2 separate regions of the Mus musculus genome follow, and region 2 is linked to region 1. Evidence: chromatin contacts called from public HiChIP or PLAC-seq data. All regions are on one chromosome and are shown on one strand. Each heading gives the region's core, a stretch centred on a gene start, on an enhancer-like site or on the middle of the called end of the contact. The rest is flanking DNA. Distances are from core to core; before and after follow the strand shown.

What was found. HiChIP or PLAC-seq counts read pairs in DNA pulled down with a chosen protein or histone mark.
Region 2: a contact with region 1 is called in an HNF4G HiChIP or PLAC-seq map of pancreatic cancer cells. The contact joins two enhancer-like sites. A contact is called at or near these places in 1 of 484 Hi-C or Micro-C datasets (bone marrow-derived macrophages), 2 of 115 datasets of contacts at active chromatin or transcription factors (the SCID.adh cell line and pancreatic cancer cells) and 2 of 9 other capture datasets (adipose tissue and pancreatic islet).

What each region holds. Positions count from the first base shown.
Region 1 is chr11:54,051,843-54,059,614 of GRCm38.p6, forward strand. It overlaps Pdlim4 (PDZ and LIM domain 4), which reads right to left. Exons shown (of 7, transcript NM_019417.3): 4 at 4,301-4,482; 5 at 3,948-4,111; 6 at 3,515-3,632; 7 at 3,086-3,397. The coding sequence ends at 3,193. Among named protein-coding and RNA genes, the nearest start is that of Pdlim4, 13 kb to the right of the region's middle. RefSeq lists an enhancer at 4,821-7,573. Within about 2 kb of position 2,604, at least 13 of the 459 cell types and tissues checked have an H3K27ac peak or open chromatin away from gene starts, as enhancers often do. A contact at or near this core is called in pancreatic cancer cells, where this site is marked.
Region 2 is chr11:54,177,467-54,185,238 of GRCm38.p6, forward strand. The region is part of intron 3 of Gm12223 (a long non-coding RNA gene); the gene reads left to right. 4933405E24Rik (RIKEN cDNA 4933405E24 gene) reads right to left here. Exons shown (of 3, transcript NR_045506.1): 3 at 306-762. Among named protein-coding and RNA genes, the nearest start is that of 4933405E24Rik, 32 kb to the right of the region's middle. Within about 2 kb of position 4,390, at least 46 of the 459 cell types and tissues checked have an H3K27ac peak or open chromatin away from gene starts, as enhancers often do. A contact at or near this core is called in pancreatic cancer cells, where this site is marked.

The DNA of each region.
Region 1 (7,772 bases), core at 1,354-3,853:
AATTCTACCAGCATTCTCTCCCCCAAGTCCCACCCCATCCAGGAATTACAGGTGTGAACCATCACTCCCATTTTATGCAGTGCTGGGAATTGAACCCAGGATTTTGTACCTGCTAGGCAAGTACCCGGCTGGTGAAGCTACACCTCCAGGCCCAGTTTTTATGTCCTGGTTGTTCAGAATGTTTTCCTAGTAACACATCTGGTCAATGCTTAGGTGAATGCATGAACTGAGGTCGGGGATGCAGGAACTGGGCAGCTGTTTTCCAGGACTTACTTCCCAGAGAAAGCTTATAGCAATTGAAGTGAGGATAGAGACGGCGGAGGGAAAAGGAGTGTGTGTGTGTGTGTGTGTGTGCGCATGTGCATGTGTGTGTGTGTGAGTGTACACACGCACACACACATGCATGCACCCCCTGAATGATTGCCCATGCATGTAAAAGCACACATGTATGTGCTAGATAGAGTAGGTTCTGACCCTAGAGCCCCCACACTCTCTGGGGTCTGGGTAGGACAGAGGTAGCTCCAGACTTGGCTCAAGGAGAAAGCAGGTAGTCCCCAAGGCACCTGAATAGAAAGAATGGGGTGGAGGCCACAGAGATAGAGCTACCCACTTTCCGGGGATGGGAAGGGGGTCTTTGGAGGAAAGTCCTCTGTGGCAGCTCTCTCTCTAGATCCAGGGAGCACCCCAGCCACGGTTCAGAGATGTTTATTTTCCAGAGCTCAACACACCTAGTCACTGACTACTGGAAATGGTTGAGAACACCTCTGACATGTTTGTGAAAGAAGAATGAGGTGGAACGATTAACCTCTAAACTCCAACACAGTCATCATTAAAGCCACTCGATGTCAGGGGAACAGCAAATGGATCGGGGGAATAAAATCCAGCTCAAAGAATCTTATAAAAGCAGTTGGGGAGGTGCTCACTTGGTGAAGGGGACCTGAGTTCAGGTCCCCAACACCTATGTAAAAAGCCCTGCGTGGTGGCACACACTATAATCTCAGTGCTGGGGAGCTGGGGAGAGGAGAAGTCCGGGAGCTGACCTGCAACCTGGCCTCACTGAACCAGTGAGAAGCCCTGTCTCAGAACTTACGTTGGAAGAGCAACAGAGGATGGCACCCAACATCAGCCGCTGGTCTCCACATACCTGTGCACACTCAGGGACAAAAGCTAATATTACGCACATACATACAAGGTGAGGTATGGAAAATTCCTATCAGTTATTAATAAGAAGTTAAGTAAATCTGGGGTAAGTGGTCAAAAATTTTAGGGTAATTCCTATGAGAACTTCTGTAAGGGACTGAGGGGAAAGACACTGTTTCTCGCTGTCATTTCAGGACTGGACACGCAGCCAACACACAGTAAATCTTATTTACCAAAAATAATGTGTGGAAACTTTCAGTGTCGGAGAGAGGGAGGAAGTGGGTGGGTCTTGTTGAATGCAGATGGTTAGAATGTGAGCTGATAGCAGCCTTCTGGTAGCCCAGAATACACAGCACAAATGGACATTATTCAGGCTCATTGAACAAATGAGCCGAGGTGGTTTCTCACCCAGAGCAAGCAGTGGGGTAGGTCCACAGATTTAGGATCCTGGACAGCTGTGGGTTCGAAATGCATGTCGTAGTGGTACAGCGCTATGTGCTGTTTGAGTTCATCGAGAAGCCGACTCTGGAAGCAGGGTAATAAGGGTTGCTCTCCTCCCCACCATTTCAGAGACTCCAACTTGGTGTTTGGCTTGCATGTCTGTGTGAGGGCATCAGCTCCTCTGGAACTGGAGTTGCAGATGGTTGTGAGCTGTGTCCAGGACCTCTGGAAGAGTAGCCAGTTCTCTTAATCACTGAGCCATCTCTCCAGACCCGTCAAAGTACCTTCTAAGGCCCCATGCCAGCCTGTGAATGGGCTGCCCCTCTAACTCTGGGACAGAGAGGTGAGAGTGGCTAGCAGTACAGACCAGACATTACTACTGTTTATCCCATGATATGAAAGGGCCTGAATCAGGAAGCGCCGAAGCTCAGAAAGTTTACTCAGAAATTTTAATTGCTGCCTCAGCTTCCCCAGTCAGTTTCGGCTGGGTGTTGTGGCTGTCTGTTTGATGATGTCATCTCTATCTGTTGCTATTTGTCCTTTTATTGGGAATCCTCACCGGAGGGAATTCTCTTCATTAGAAACTCCAACTGACTGCCTTAAAAGGGCTTCCCTAGTCGATTCCTATTGGACATTTTGAGGCCAAGTTGGTTCTGTTTTGCTTCTAACCATCCATCCATCCATCCATCCATCCACCCATCTGCCACTTATTCTTTTAAATTTACCTTACTGCATGTTTAATAAAACCGAAATGGTAGCTTATTCCCCAGACTGTGCGGAACATGGCGATCAACAGTCATTCATCAACCCGGTAACTTTTATAGTTTTAAAAGTGAGAGTCTGAATAGGTTTATGTAACCAAAAGGTACAAGGCAGACCTCACTTCGAGTGAACTGGGGCGCATCCAAGGAGTGTAGAATTTCTACTGCAGGTGGGGGAAAAGGACCAAGCTTCTTAGAGGGAAAGGCAGTGTTAGTTCTAAAGCGCTGACTTTTGTCTCAAGAAAAAGTCAAGCTTGCCCCCTAGTGGGAGGAGGAAGGAAGAGGAGAAGAAAAATAGAGTGTATGGACAGAGAGCGACTTAGGAAGAGAGTACCAGGAAGGGGGCACCACCCATGCAGGCTAGGGACCACCCCTGGCCACTCATGCGGACAACGGGCACACCAGGGCTGTCATGGTCCATGCTTTTTTTTTTTTTTTTTTTTTTTTTTGCATAGGTCTTGATTCTATAGAGATCTCTTGCCTCCCTCCGTCTCTTGATTCTCAGCTTTCCTGACCTCACCCAGGCCAGGCTCCTTGTTACACTACAGCAGCAGACCATAGTATTAACGACACTATCCCTTATGGCTTACTCTGCCATCCAACTCAGGCTGTGGGAACAACATGAGAGCTGTCTGGCTCACCACTGAATCTAATGTCTAGAACAGGCCTGACACCTGAACCGATCTTACAACACATTGGAGCTATGGCCTGCACTGGAGGTTATCAGGCCAGACACTAGCTAGTTCCAGAGCAAGCAGAAGGACTTTATTAGAAAGGCCAGGAGGACATATATTTACACAGGCCATGAGGGAACATTAAGTGAAGCAGAGGCAAGACAAGATTTTCCAGCTCAGACAAGTTCCACCTTAGCATTGGGGTATACAGCCACCACATCATATCCCTCCGGCGGCTTGACTCGAGCCTTGGCGTGATTCTCACAGTACAGCCGTTCATCTAGGAAGAAGTACCCACGCTGTTTGAGATTCAGGCCGCAGTCGCTGCACATGAAGCACTCCGGATGGTAGAGCTTGTCTCTCGCCTTGACAATGGTTCCCCTGTTGTGGAGGACAGAGGGACAGGTGACTGACAGATTCTAGGACAAGCCTCTACCCATGGCCTTGGAAAACAGAAGTGGGGTCGTGGGGGTGCAGGTGGGCAGACTGGGTACTCACACGATCCCGTGGCCGCAGCGCGTGCACTCTGGTAGCCCCTGCAGGCCACTCAGTGGAGCACCGAGCTTGCTGGCTGCTGGTTTGAGGTTCCGGGGACCACCAGACCCAGGCCGATCCCCTGAAATCCAGAGGGCAGGTGGTATGGATGGGGTAGGTGAGATAAGAACCCTACTTCAGCAGGATGTTGCTTCTGGAACACGATGACCAGAAGCTTAGAGGACAAGTTCTTGGTTTGTATGAGGTAAAGGAGAGTCACGTGGGTGGTGGAGTGGGAATCGGGAGGGTGAGAGCACAGTCACAGTAAGGCACAGAGGGATTTGAAGAGGGGGTGGATGGCTAGAAGGTGTGGATTGGGTGGTGTTGGAAGGTGAAGGGTAAACTGGGCACGGTAGGGGGAGGGGAGGCAGGGGAGGTAAGGTGTTGGGAGTCTTACCGCCCTCGCCAGCCTCTAGCATGCCCTGCAGGTAGCGGAAGGATCCTGACTGTTTCGGCTCCGAGGCTGTGGGCTCTGCTGGCTCCCTTAACATCCTGTATACCTCTGAACCCAGGTCTACCCTGCAGTCCCGGTTCCGAGGGAGAACCCTGGCTGTGTCGGCACTGGGAAGGGGAGAGATGGAAAGCCAGCATGGTAATTCCAGCCTTGGGCCTGGCAGCCTTCTAAGTCAAACTATAACTATGTGAGTTGAGGCTCTTAGATCAAACGACAAGGGCCAGGAAGGAACTGTAGAGATTTGAAGGATTAAGATTGATCTGGGTGTGACTTCAAAGGCCCGGCCTCTGTCCTACCTGGTGGGTGGAGACACATGCAGAGCGCTCATCTGGGCTGGCAGGGTGGCCTCGTTGCTGCTGCCATTGTGAGGGACTGGAAGGCGAGGTGGCTGACCATATGGAGATCCCAGGCCCGATCTGTTGTCCTCCAGACTAATCCCAGAGACTGAGGAGCGCCTGCTGGTGGCTGGACTGCAGTCCTGTAAGAGCAAGATCTGGAGGCACTAGGAGGCCCTCTGACCTTTGACCCCTCCTATTGACTGTGTTGGCTAGCTACCTCTGTTCTGACATTTCCAGGCTATTTGCCCAGCCGGCAAAAGGGTCCATGGTTGGAATACGAATAGGAACTCGTATTCTACAGTCAGAAGGGGCCCTTAGTTCTTTCTTGAAGGTCCTTCCAAGGGAAGTCTGAGGTGCAGGGGTATTTCTAGGAGGGTCAGCTCCTCTGGGCCTGCATTCTAGTCCTAGTCCACAGAAAAGCAGCAAAAGTAGCTTTCTTGGGGCAGAGCAAGCAAGGAGCAGAGACTGGGTCTCACCACTCCAAGAGCAGCCTAGTGTCCATGGTTGGAGGGAGAGTGGCCTGAGCTTGCCTCTCAGCTTATAAGGACAAGGTAGGGGCTCTGTGGCTCTGAACAGGGTCTGGGTGTGTATGTCCATGCAGAGTCCAAAACTATGCTGACCTCAGCCCTCAGGCACGCAAACACACACTGCAATGTGAACAGGGCACACATACTCTCATAAGTGCATTTAAAGACACATACATGGGTAAGGACAATACACACACACACACACACACACACACACACACAGCCAGTCTCCTTACATATTCCTATCCATGAATGCGAGGTCTCACATACACTGGGAGCCAGTGCTGGTCATCCTGAGGAAGGCCATGTGGCTAAACCTGGGATGGCATGAGAATTCCTCATTTAGGGGACAAGACTCAAGTTCAGGCCATGGGTCTGTCTCAGCCTGGGGGATCACACACACACACACATATAAATATAATATATACATAAATATACATATGTGTTATACACACATGTATATATATATACACATGTATGTTTATACACACACTCATATATCACATATACAAATACATATATATGTCTCTCCACTCTGTGATGGGGAGACCCTTTCCTAGCAGGAAAGAGACCAGTTTGGGCTCAGGCAGCTTCTAGCACCGAACAGTCTAGCTTTCAAGGCTCTGCATTAATCACCGCCCCCCACCCCCATTAAGGTACCACTTTCCCCTTCAAATCCAAACAAAAAGCAAGAGGCTTGCTGGCTAAGTGGGGCCCCATCAATGCTGCTGGGGTGGCAACAGCAGCAGGACCCCAGTCTCCCATCAGGCCCAGTGAAAGCCCCTAGAAACCTGAGCACCCTCACACATGTATCTGCAGGGTAGACAGGCAGGCAGGGCTGGCCTCTAATGGGGACCAGATGGGTTGTGGTCGGTAGGGGTGGGGCGGGGAGGGGGTGGGGCTGGGCTCTGCATGAGACTTCAATGGAAAGAGAGGAATGGGAGTCAGCAGAGACTGGGGGGGACTGAAGTCCTCACTCACCCCCTACTCAGCTCAGCAGGGTGTGGGAGCAGGGTCATTGGTGAGCTCTGGCCCCTCCTGTGACCACCCATGCAGCAGCTTCTCTAGGTCTGAACTCAGTGGTTTGAGTGGCAGTTCTGTCACTGAACTGGTGACTTTCATCTCTCTGAACCTGTTTCTTCCCCTACCCTGGAGAATGCGATGGCTCTCTAGCCATCAGAGCCCCTCAGTAGGGGATGAAGTAAGACCACACTGATCACACCACGCAAAGTGCTTCACTGGATGGCTGTTGGTGGGAATCCCTGCATGCCCTCCCCCTCTTTTTCCTCTCTTTGGGTGGCAGTGTTCCACACAACCTTTTGCCCCCTGCCCTGAGTGACAGCTTGGTACTTGGGTCAGAAGAATGCCAACAAAAAGGGGTGACCAGACATAGGCAAACGCTGCACCCAAAGGAACAGGTGGATCTCTTCTTAGGCCGAATCTCAGCTTTCAGCAGTCTGGGTGTTCAAGGCCCCCCTACTCCAGAAAGCTTTTCTTAGCCAGATGCTTCTCCCACCCTGGGCGGCCCGTGTGCCTTCTGTCCCTCCAGGGCCCTGAGAAAAGAGGGTCCTCTGTGGCCTTGCAGAGAACGTGGTCCTGAGGCTGCAGTTACCCATTCCTCTTGGGGATGCGTGCCAGGGGTGCCCTGTATTGGCCTAGGGGTAAGTGTAGTTTTCTTCTCCCTAAATGGTTCCAGCCAGCCCCACCTCCACACTCAGAGGAGGGGGCAGTGTGGGGACAATGAGCCCTGTGTCTGTGCTCCTGGGGACACAGCCCCGCAGAGGCGGGGAGGGTGTTTTTGTCGCCACCCATGGAGCCTACGACCTTTTAAATACAAAAGGGGGGCAGCAGCTAAGGAAACTGCTCTGTTGATTGTGGAAATTCACTCCCCTTACAGTAAGGAGTAAGGACCATCGCTGCTGGCCTTTGAAGAAAAACTGTGAGAAAAAGAATGGGGGCAGGAGAAGTCCCCCTGCAGCTCTAGCCACCAGACCCTGTTTGAAGCTACTCTCAGTCCCAGCCTCCCAACCCCAAAGGAAAGGCATATTGCCATGCCAGCTTTCAAACGCCACAGGGGAGCCCCCTGGAGCCCACTGGCCTTGAGTCCCTGGTGACTCCCTCCGCTCCCAACTAGTCTCTGCCCTGTCCCTTTCAGCACTGATGCTGAGAGGAGCCAGGCGTCTCACAGGAACAGCCCGCCCGCCTTCTGCTCCCTGTTGCCTGTTTTTTTTTTTTTTTTCCTTCTGCCAAATCTGTTCTCTTCTCCCTGCCTGAAGGGCCTCAGACAAAGCAAGCTACTAAGATCCAAATGTTTCCCGGGATGAGCTGAAGTCTGGGACAAATCAGCTCACCCTCTGCCTTCACCAACCTCCCCTGTCACTGCTCTGATCTCAAAGCACACGCACCCCTGGGCTTCAGGTGCTTGTGGGGTGCATTTCCTCTTCCTACCCGCTCTGTCTGGGTCCTAAGGTTTGGACTTGAATCTCCTTCCTCTGGAGAGCCCTCTCTGACTTCTTATTGAAATGTCTCTCTGTCCTGGTCCTTTTTCTTCCATGTGGAGAGAGCAGACAAGAGCAGGCCCAGAAGCCACACCTCTCATACTGAGTACTCTGGATTCAAGCTACATCACAGATTAGCCCAGGAGTGACCTTGTCCAGGGATGTGGAGCATGGTCTAGGTATCTGGAATTTGGTGCACTTGGCTTCTCTTCTCATGAGAACTCAGTGCAGCCAGGTTTGCTCTCTCTCCTTGAGGACAGTGTGACAGCTGCAACTCCTCTGGGACATGAAAAGGGACCTCTCCAGCTTTAGAGTGCATGAGGGTCGTGCAAGACAGGAATGGCCACAGCCTGATTCCTCACAGCCACCTGCCTACCCTCATCTCTCTCTAAGCCTGCTGACTTC
Region 2 (7,772 bases), core at 3,140-5,639, 130 kb after region 1:
CCCCCCAGTCTTCCATGACCATTGCCTGCACCTGCTGAGCCAGGTCCTGAGCCCATGACTTAGCTAATGTTCATAGAAGGACAATGGGAGATTAAAAAATGAATCTGGAATTTTAGAGTATGCGCAAGACATTTTCCTTTCTCTGTTCCAAGTTGAATCAAATAGCATTCAGACGTGGGTACCCTGCTTTTCGGCTTTCTTGTTTCTGAAGGCCTGACAGACTTAGGCCTCTGCTCTCATGAGTGACAACTCTAGATGACTTTGTTTTTAACTGGTGGCTGCTTCAAAGATTTGACTCACTACTTAAAAGAAATCTTTAATTTATTAATTGACAATTTCATACAGATGCATATTAATCACATATCACTCCTCCTCCTCCTCGGTGCCAGCATGCCCCCTTTGATCTTTATGTCTTCTTGGTTTTTAAAAAACCATTATGTTGAAATATTGACTGATCTTGTTGGCTTGACTTTGTGCAGGTGTTCATAGTTGCTATGAGTTCATGAGTATGGTAGCCATGTCGTATCCAGAATGAAGCATATCACAGCACTTCTCCCTTTCTCTGTCTCTTACTTCACTTTTTTCTGCCTTCCTTTGTAAAATGTACCCTGAGCCTTGAGGGTTCTTGATACATATGTCCCATTGAGGACTGAACAGCCAATAGTCACTTAACTCAGCACTTGGACTACCTATGAGTCTCTGTGTTAAGTGCTGACCACCACAGAAGCAGCTTTGCTGGCTAGGGTCAAAGGCAGCGACGATCTGTGGGTATAAACACACGGAATTAGAACACGACTGTTTTTGGAACATGGCTGTTTAGCAAGACATGGGTCTGAACACAAAATCCTTGTGGCGTTAGCCTTAGATCCAATCAGGAAGAAGTTGACTACTCTTATTATAACAGTCATGCCACTGCTGCATGTCTGGCCCGGCAGGTCAGCATTGTAGCATTCACAGTTCAGCAACGGGGAACACTGGTGATGCCTTTTCTCACACAGTAAGCACAGCACCTCCCAGCACTATGAACACTAGACAGTAGGGAAGAACTTTACAGGCCCACTTCAACTTGATCTCTCTACCCTGTATCTAAAGAGTCCTATGTCTGACTCACTCTGTTTTAGAAGAAACGACTGACGGGTTTGAGGTTATTGCCTGCAACGATCCTCTTCAGAGGTCTCAGTAACAGCATCACAGATTAGGGAGACAAGAGCATCTTGACCAAAGGTTTCTTACATGGGTTTCTTCTTTGTTGCAGCGTGCACATAGGATTCAGAACGCGAACTCAGGACATTAGTGAACAGTAGTCACAATTTGTTTTTCCAAAGTGAAGTAGAAGAAGTAAGATGACAAACCAAAATCAAGCATAAGGTGTTGTGGGCCTCTATAAGTGTTCTGCTTCTGGAATATTTTGTTTGAGGTCTGGATCATCCACAGCAAAACTTCATGTTAGCTCCTCTTAACCACCAGCCCTGAAGCCACACCCATGGGGCCTCAGGGAGCAAAGGGGGAAGACAGAGAGGAGAGGGATGGTACACAGAGGCAGAGTGTGCCCTGCTGTGAACTGAATATACCTGATCTAGCCCAGTCTCTGCTGCCATAGTAGACATTTGGGAATAGCTGTGTGACACTCGGTGACAAAGGCAGGAGGCTGACACTAACTACAGCTCACTTGTCTGTCTTCTGTGCCACCTGCCATGTTCTTAGAACAATCACAGTATCTGTCATTTCCTTTATAAATGATTCAGTGAAAAGTGCTGGGCATTCGTCACCACAAACTGATTCTGAGGTTGAACTTTCTAGAAGCCAGATGCAAATATTTGGCAATTTCAAGCTTTTTTTTTTTTTGTCATTATTGACTTTTCTCCTTTATTTCTTTCCTCCCTTCCTTCCTTCCCTCCTTTCCTTCTCTTCTCTTCTCTTCTCTTCTCTTCTCTTCTCTTCTCTTCTCTTCTCTTCTCTTCTCTTCTCTCTCTCTCTCTCTCTCTCTCTCTCTCTCTCTCTCTCTCTCTCTCTCTTGAGAGTCTTACTATGTAGCTTAGGTTGGCCTCAAACTCATGGTAATCCTCCTGTTTCAGCCTCCTGAGTACAGGGGTTACAAACATGCTCCACCTTGTTCAGCTCTTGCTCGTATTGAGATAACCACCCCCAACTTCTGCTTGTCTCTTAACAGTCATCCAGCTATTACATACTTGATACCTTCAATGTGCAAAGTGTTGTAGGGACAGAAGAGGCTACAGTGAAGAGCCACCAAAGTTACAGCCTGTCTGGAGATTAAATTCTAGTAGTAATTATGAATAATTAATAAAATTTTACCTATTTAAGAATCGGAGTAAAGGCAGTAGTTAGAATGATTTGAAGAAAGCTATGGAGGAGAAGTTTGTTAGAGATAAAACTCATTCTAAAAGATGCCAATTGGAGGGACTTAGAGAGAAATGCAAGCAGGAAGACTCTACTTCTAGCCCTGTATAAAAACCTGGTTGGCAGCACATATCTATAACCTTGGTTCCGGGGAGGCAGAGATTGGTAAATCCCTGGAGCTCAGTGGCCAGGCAGCCTAGCTGAATTCATGCGCTCCAGGCCCCAGTGAGGAATCAGGTGTGTGTGTGTGTGTGTGTGTGTGTGTGTGTGTGTGTGTGTGTGTGTGTGTGTGTTAAGATGGCTTAGCAGCTAAGAGCAGGCACTGACTGCTCTTGTAAAGGACCCAAGTTTAGTCCCCAGTGTCCATGGCAGACACATAGCAAGTGCCTGTAACTCCAGCTTCAGGGGGATCAGATGCCACTGTGTGCAACCCTCCCCCACATAATTAAAAATAAAATAAATTTAAAACGTAAGGTGGACAGCCCCTGAGTGATACCTGAGGTTCACATCGGTTCTCTCCATGTACATGCATTGCACATGTATGTGGACCCATGTACATGTGAACACATGCATACACACTTGCACACACACAAATTATAGGAAATACTGAGAAGATGACAGCACTAGAATGGTAAGGAGCCCACTTGTGAAAGGTCTAGACTGTGAGTGTCCTAGGCTGGATGTCAATCAGGCACAAAAGCATGAGGAAGGCAAAGCCTGATCAACATAATGTTTGGAAGCAGCCCTTCCTGCTTTAGTTATATATTCATATTAAATATTGCATATTTAGCTACATATCTTCTCCATAGTTGCAGGAACAAAACAATAGAAAATCCTTTTTTAAAAATTTATGTTAATTTTAATAGTATACTTATATATTCTTATTATATTTTAAAATTATTAACCATTTTATATTAATTACTGAGTTCATTATAAATTCAATTTTGTCATAGTTGTGTAACTGTGAAGAAATATATTCAGACTATGTATATGTACACATAAAAGTTTCTATACTACATACAGTTTCCAATATCTACACAGTGTCTTTTTTTTCTTTTTTTATATGAATGCTCTTTTTTTAAAATTAGGTATTTTCTTCATTTACATTTCCAATGCTATCCCAAAAGCCCCCCCATATCCTCCCCCCCCAACTCCCCTACCCACCCATTCCCACTTTTTGGCCCTGGTGTTCCCCTGTACTGAGGCATATAAAGTTTGCAAGACCAAGGGGCCTCTCTTTCCAATGATGGCTGACTAGGCCATCTTCTGCTACATATGCAGCTAGAGACACGAGCTCCCGGGGGTACTGGTTAGTTCATATTGTTGTTCCACCTATAGGGTTGCAGACCCCTTTAGCTCCTTGGGTACTTTCTCTAGCTCCTCCATTGGGGACCCTGTGTTCCATTCAATAGCTGACTGTGAGCATCCACTTCTGTGTTTGCCAGGCACCGACATAGCCTCACAAGAGACAGCTATATCAGGGTCCTTTCAGCAAAATCTTGCTGGCGTATGCAATGGTGTCTGCATTTAGAGGCTGATTATGGGATGGATCCCCGGGTGCGGCAGTCTCTAGATGGTCCATCCTTTTATCTCAGCTCCAAAGAAAATCCTAATCACCTATTTTTTTGAAGTTGGGAGTTTCAGATGTATCGGAGTTCCATGGACTTTGGAGCAGTAATCGAAGTACCACAATCTATCTATTTGGACTTTGAGTCTCAGGGATCCACTCATTAGGGTACCTGACCCAAACCATCTTTAAGGATTCTGAGCCCCATTCAATAATGTCTTCTGAAAGCATGAGCAACACACTTGCTCACTTGCTACTAAAGTTTTGCAGGGAGTTCTATGAGTCCCCGGTAAGTCACCTAAAGCCACACTCTACCCTGTCACTATGTAACAAAATCATGATCGCCTCTTGGTTAGAACTGAGGACTTTTGGCAGCAGCGATTCTGTGTTTCCTGCTGGTCTGCAAACATGAGGAGCTCAACGTGACAGGGCAATAGGCATAGTTTAAATTCCGCTGAGAAGTCCCAGTCAGGCTCCTCTGATGCAAGCATTTCCCTCTGGGATCCAGGCCGGTAGAACAGTGCAGTCTGGTAGGATGTTTTGCAACAATGGAAATCTTCTGCGCTGTCCAACATTCTTGCTACTTTTTCATATGGCCATTGAACGCTTGAAATGTGCCAAGTATGAATGAGGAACTGAATCTTTAATTACACCTAAGGGTAAACACCCATGCATGGTTAGATGGCTACCCTTAGCTAGTGCATTTGTCTAGCGATGGAGGGAGAGGAAACACTCTTCCGATGAGTCACTCCAGCACACAGAGGGGTCATTTCTATTTCCACTCATCAGTTTCCAGACCCATGCATTCTTCATGCTATGCTTATTGGTTTGGGATGTATGATGCAGCCTAGAAGAGGATCCTGACTTTGCAGAACACAATCTTCAAGCTGATATCTTACCCAAAGCTTCAAGAAACCATTCCTTTACCCTGTCAAGTGACCAGTTCACTGGCAATGGATGATATAATTAAATCAGCAGTTGCTTTGGTCATTTTTCCCATTTCCCTGTGCATTTTGCTTAGTGAAAGTCTCAATTTGACTCTCCTTTTGGGTATTAGTATTGGCCAAGGATCTGGGGAAATTGATCTTAGTCAACATGAAGTTCTATTTCTAGGTGGAAGAGGTCCTGTTTAACTTGGTAGGTAGCTGGTGGCTTTCTCTGATGATATTATCTGTTCAAGGGTCTCTTTCATCTAACCGACTAGAAGTTTCATCTTAATGTTTAAATGTTCCTACTTCCTCCTGTTCTTACCAACACTCTCCTGCTATGTAATTTTATTATTTCTTAAAAAACTATGTGTATGTGTATGTGTATGTGTATGTGTATGTGTATGTGTATGTGTATGTGTATGTGTATGTGTATGTGTATGTGTATGTGTTTGTGTATGTGTATGTCTGTGAAGGGATGCACACATGCGTGCAAAGTTCACAGAGGCCAGAAGAGGCATCAGATCACCTGGAGCAGGCGTTGTAGGCAGTTGTAAACTGCCTTACATGAGTGGGTGTTGGGAACTGAACTTGGGTCTTCTGCAAGCGAAGCAGTACTTTTAATGTTAAGCCGTGTCTCCAGCCCCTGCTTCATCCTGTATCCTGCGGTTTAGATTTATATTTTCCTGATGGTTAAGAGGGCTGAGTATCTTTTCATGTACTTATTGGTCACTTGTATATCTTTGAAAAATAACTACTCAGAGCCCTTGCTACGTGGGGGTTTGGCAGTACGTGGGAGGTTGGCAGTATGTGGGTTGTTGTTGGTGGTACAGTGCTCTTCCTCTGTGCTGAATCCTTTCCTGATGATTTTCTCTGACACATAAAAGGTTGGGTTTTTTTCCCCCACATGTTTTATAATGGTCAATAATGACTGATTATTAATGGGTGCCAGCTCCAGTCAATTCATGTGTGTGTGTCTGTGTGTGTGTATGTGTGTGTGTGTGTGTGTATGTGAGTGTGTGCACATATGTGTGTATGTGTGCGTGTGTGTGTGTATATGTGTGCATGTGTGTGCGCATGTGTGTGTGTGCATGTAATTTTATGTCTATGAGTGTTTTGCCTGCATGTAAGTATGTGTTCCATGTGCATGAAGTGCTCGTGGAGACTAGAAGAGGGCACTGGAGTTATGGGCAGTTGTGAGCCTCCATGAGAGTGCTGGGAATTGTACCTATGTCTTCTGCAAGAGCAACAAGTGCTCTTAACCACTGAGTCATCTTTCACGCCCTTTGACTAAAAAAAAAATTAAATCTCCTCCTCAAACATCCGTTCTGTATATCCCTGTTCATCCCACTCCGAGCTATTGACCTCCCCTGTGCATGGGAATAATAAAATGCAGCAGAAACAAATCCCGCACACAGGAATGTCATGTGCAACAGTATCTTACTATTCCCACGGCTGAGCTGAATTCTACCTCACCGCCATTCCACCAATGGCAGAATAGTCAACTCTAAGTTTCTTTAGTAACCTGTTGTTGTTATTGGTCTTGTACTTTCAAACCTAGTGCATTCAGGGCTTTAGTCTTTCCTGAAATTTCCCTCCAAGTGGCCTTCCGTGTCTGAGGGCTTTGCATACTGTGATCTGGAAAAGTCCTACATTGCAGCTCTGAAAGCAGAAAAGCCTGAAAGAGTATATTCCTGGTCAACCTAGCTGCCGGTCTCTGCCTACAGCGCTGGGATGACAGGTATGAGCCACCACACCTGGCTTCTTACATATAAATGCCGGGGACTGAAACTCTTCACCATGCTTCCACTGAGAGAGCTTCATGAACCAAGCCATCTCCCAGGCCCTGGAAGTAGTGTTTCTTACTAAAAGGCAGCAGAATAGCATCCCTGACTAACACCATCCACTGTGGCAGTCAGCTCCTCCTCATCAAGGCTCACACACTGGTTCCCTTTGCAGAGAAATCCTTGCTAAGTCTTCAGGGTTTTAGTTTACTTATCTGTGTTTTCCCTCATTGCTTGGCATCTCCACAGTCTTGTTTCTTTAAGACCCTCAATGCATTCGTCAACTTCTGCATCAGGCCCAGAGGTGCTCACCATTTCCTTCCTCCTCTCCCTGCAGCACCCGCTTCTCCTCCTCTTTCTCTTTTTACTCCTCTTTCTCCTCCCTGTCCTTCATTTTCCCTCCTCATCTTCTTCTTCCAACTCCTCTCTATCATCCTCTCCTCTTCCCCTTACTCCTCTTTCCTTTCCTCTTCCTCCTCTCCCTCCTTCCCTTACTTCCCCCTCCCTCCCTCTTTCTCCTCTGGTTCTGAATTAGGATGCAGTGTGGCTAGTTCCCCATTGCTTCGTGTCACAGTGTCATAGATTTCTGGGGATTGTCTTTTTCACGTTTGTATTTTCCACTTTCTTTACAGCCATGCCTCTATTTTGTGCTTCTATTATGAGGGTCTGACAAATCCTCAGGCATGCGATACTTTTTGTTTTTAACTCTTCCAAGGAACTTTCATAGTTTCTTTAGGCACATTTCCATTTTGAGTTTGTGCAGGGTTCAGCCTGATGCTCCTTGTATCTTCAGATTCTATTGTAATGGGTTTCTGCCAGTGGATCTTGTTACCCAGGACTGCCATGTGCAGGCACAACATGTGGCCAGATCATACCACAGCTTGGTGCTAGCAGCTGGCATTGCTTCCTTTCAGGATATGTGTATCAGATGTTGTTCTTTTTGATAACTTTTTTTTCATTTTATTATTTTTGTATATGTGGGGCAGTGGGGCAGGGGCATGACTGTGCCACAAAGGCCATAAGACCATTAGGGGATCAGAGGACAGCTAGAGTTAGCTCTCTCTTTCTACCATTTGGTTCTGAGACCAACAACTCAGGCTTGGTAGCAAGTACCTTTACCTGCTCAATCATCTTGTC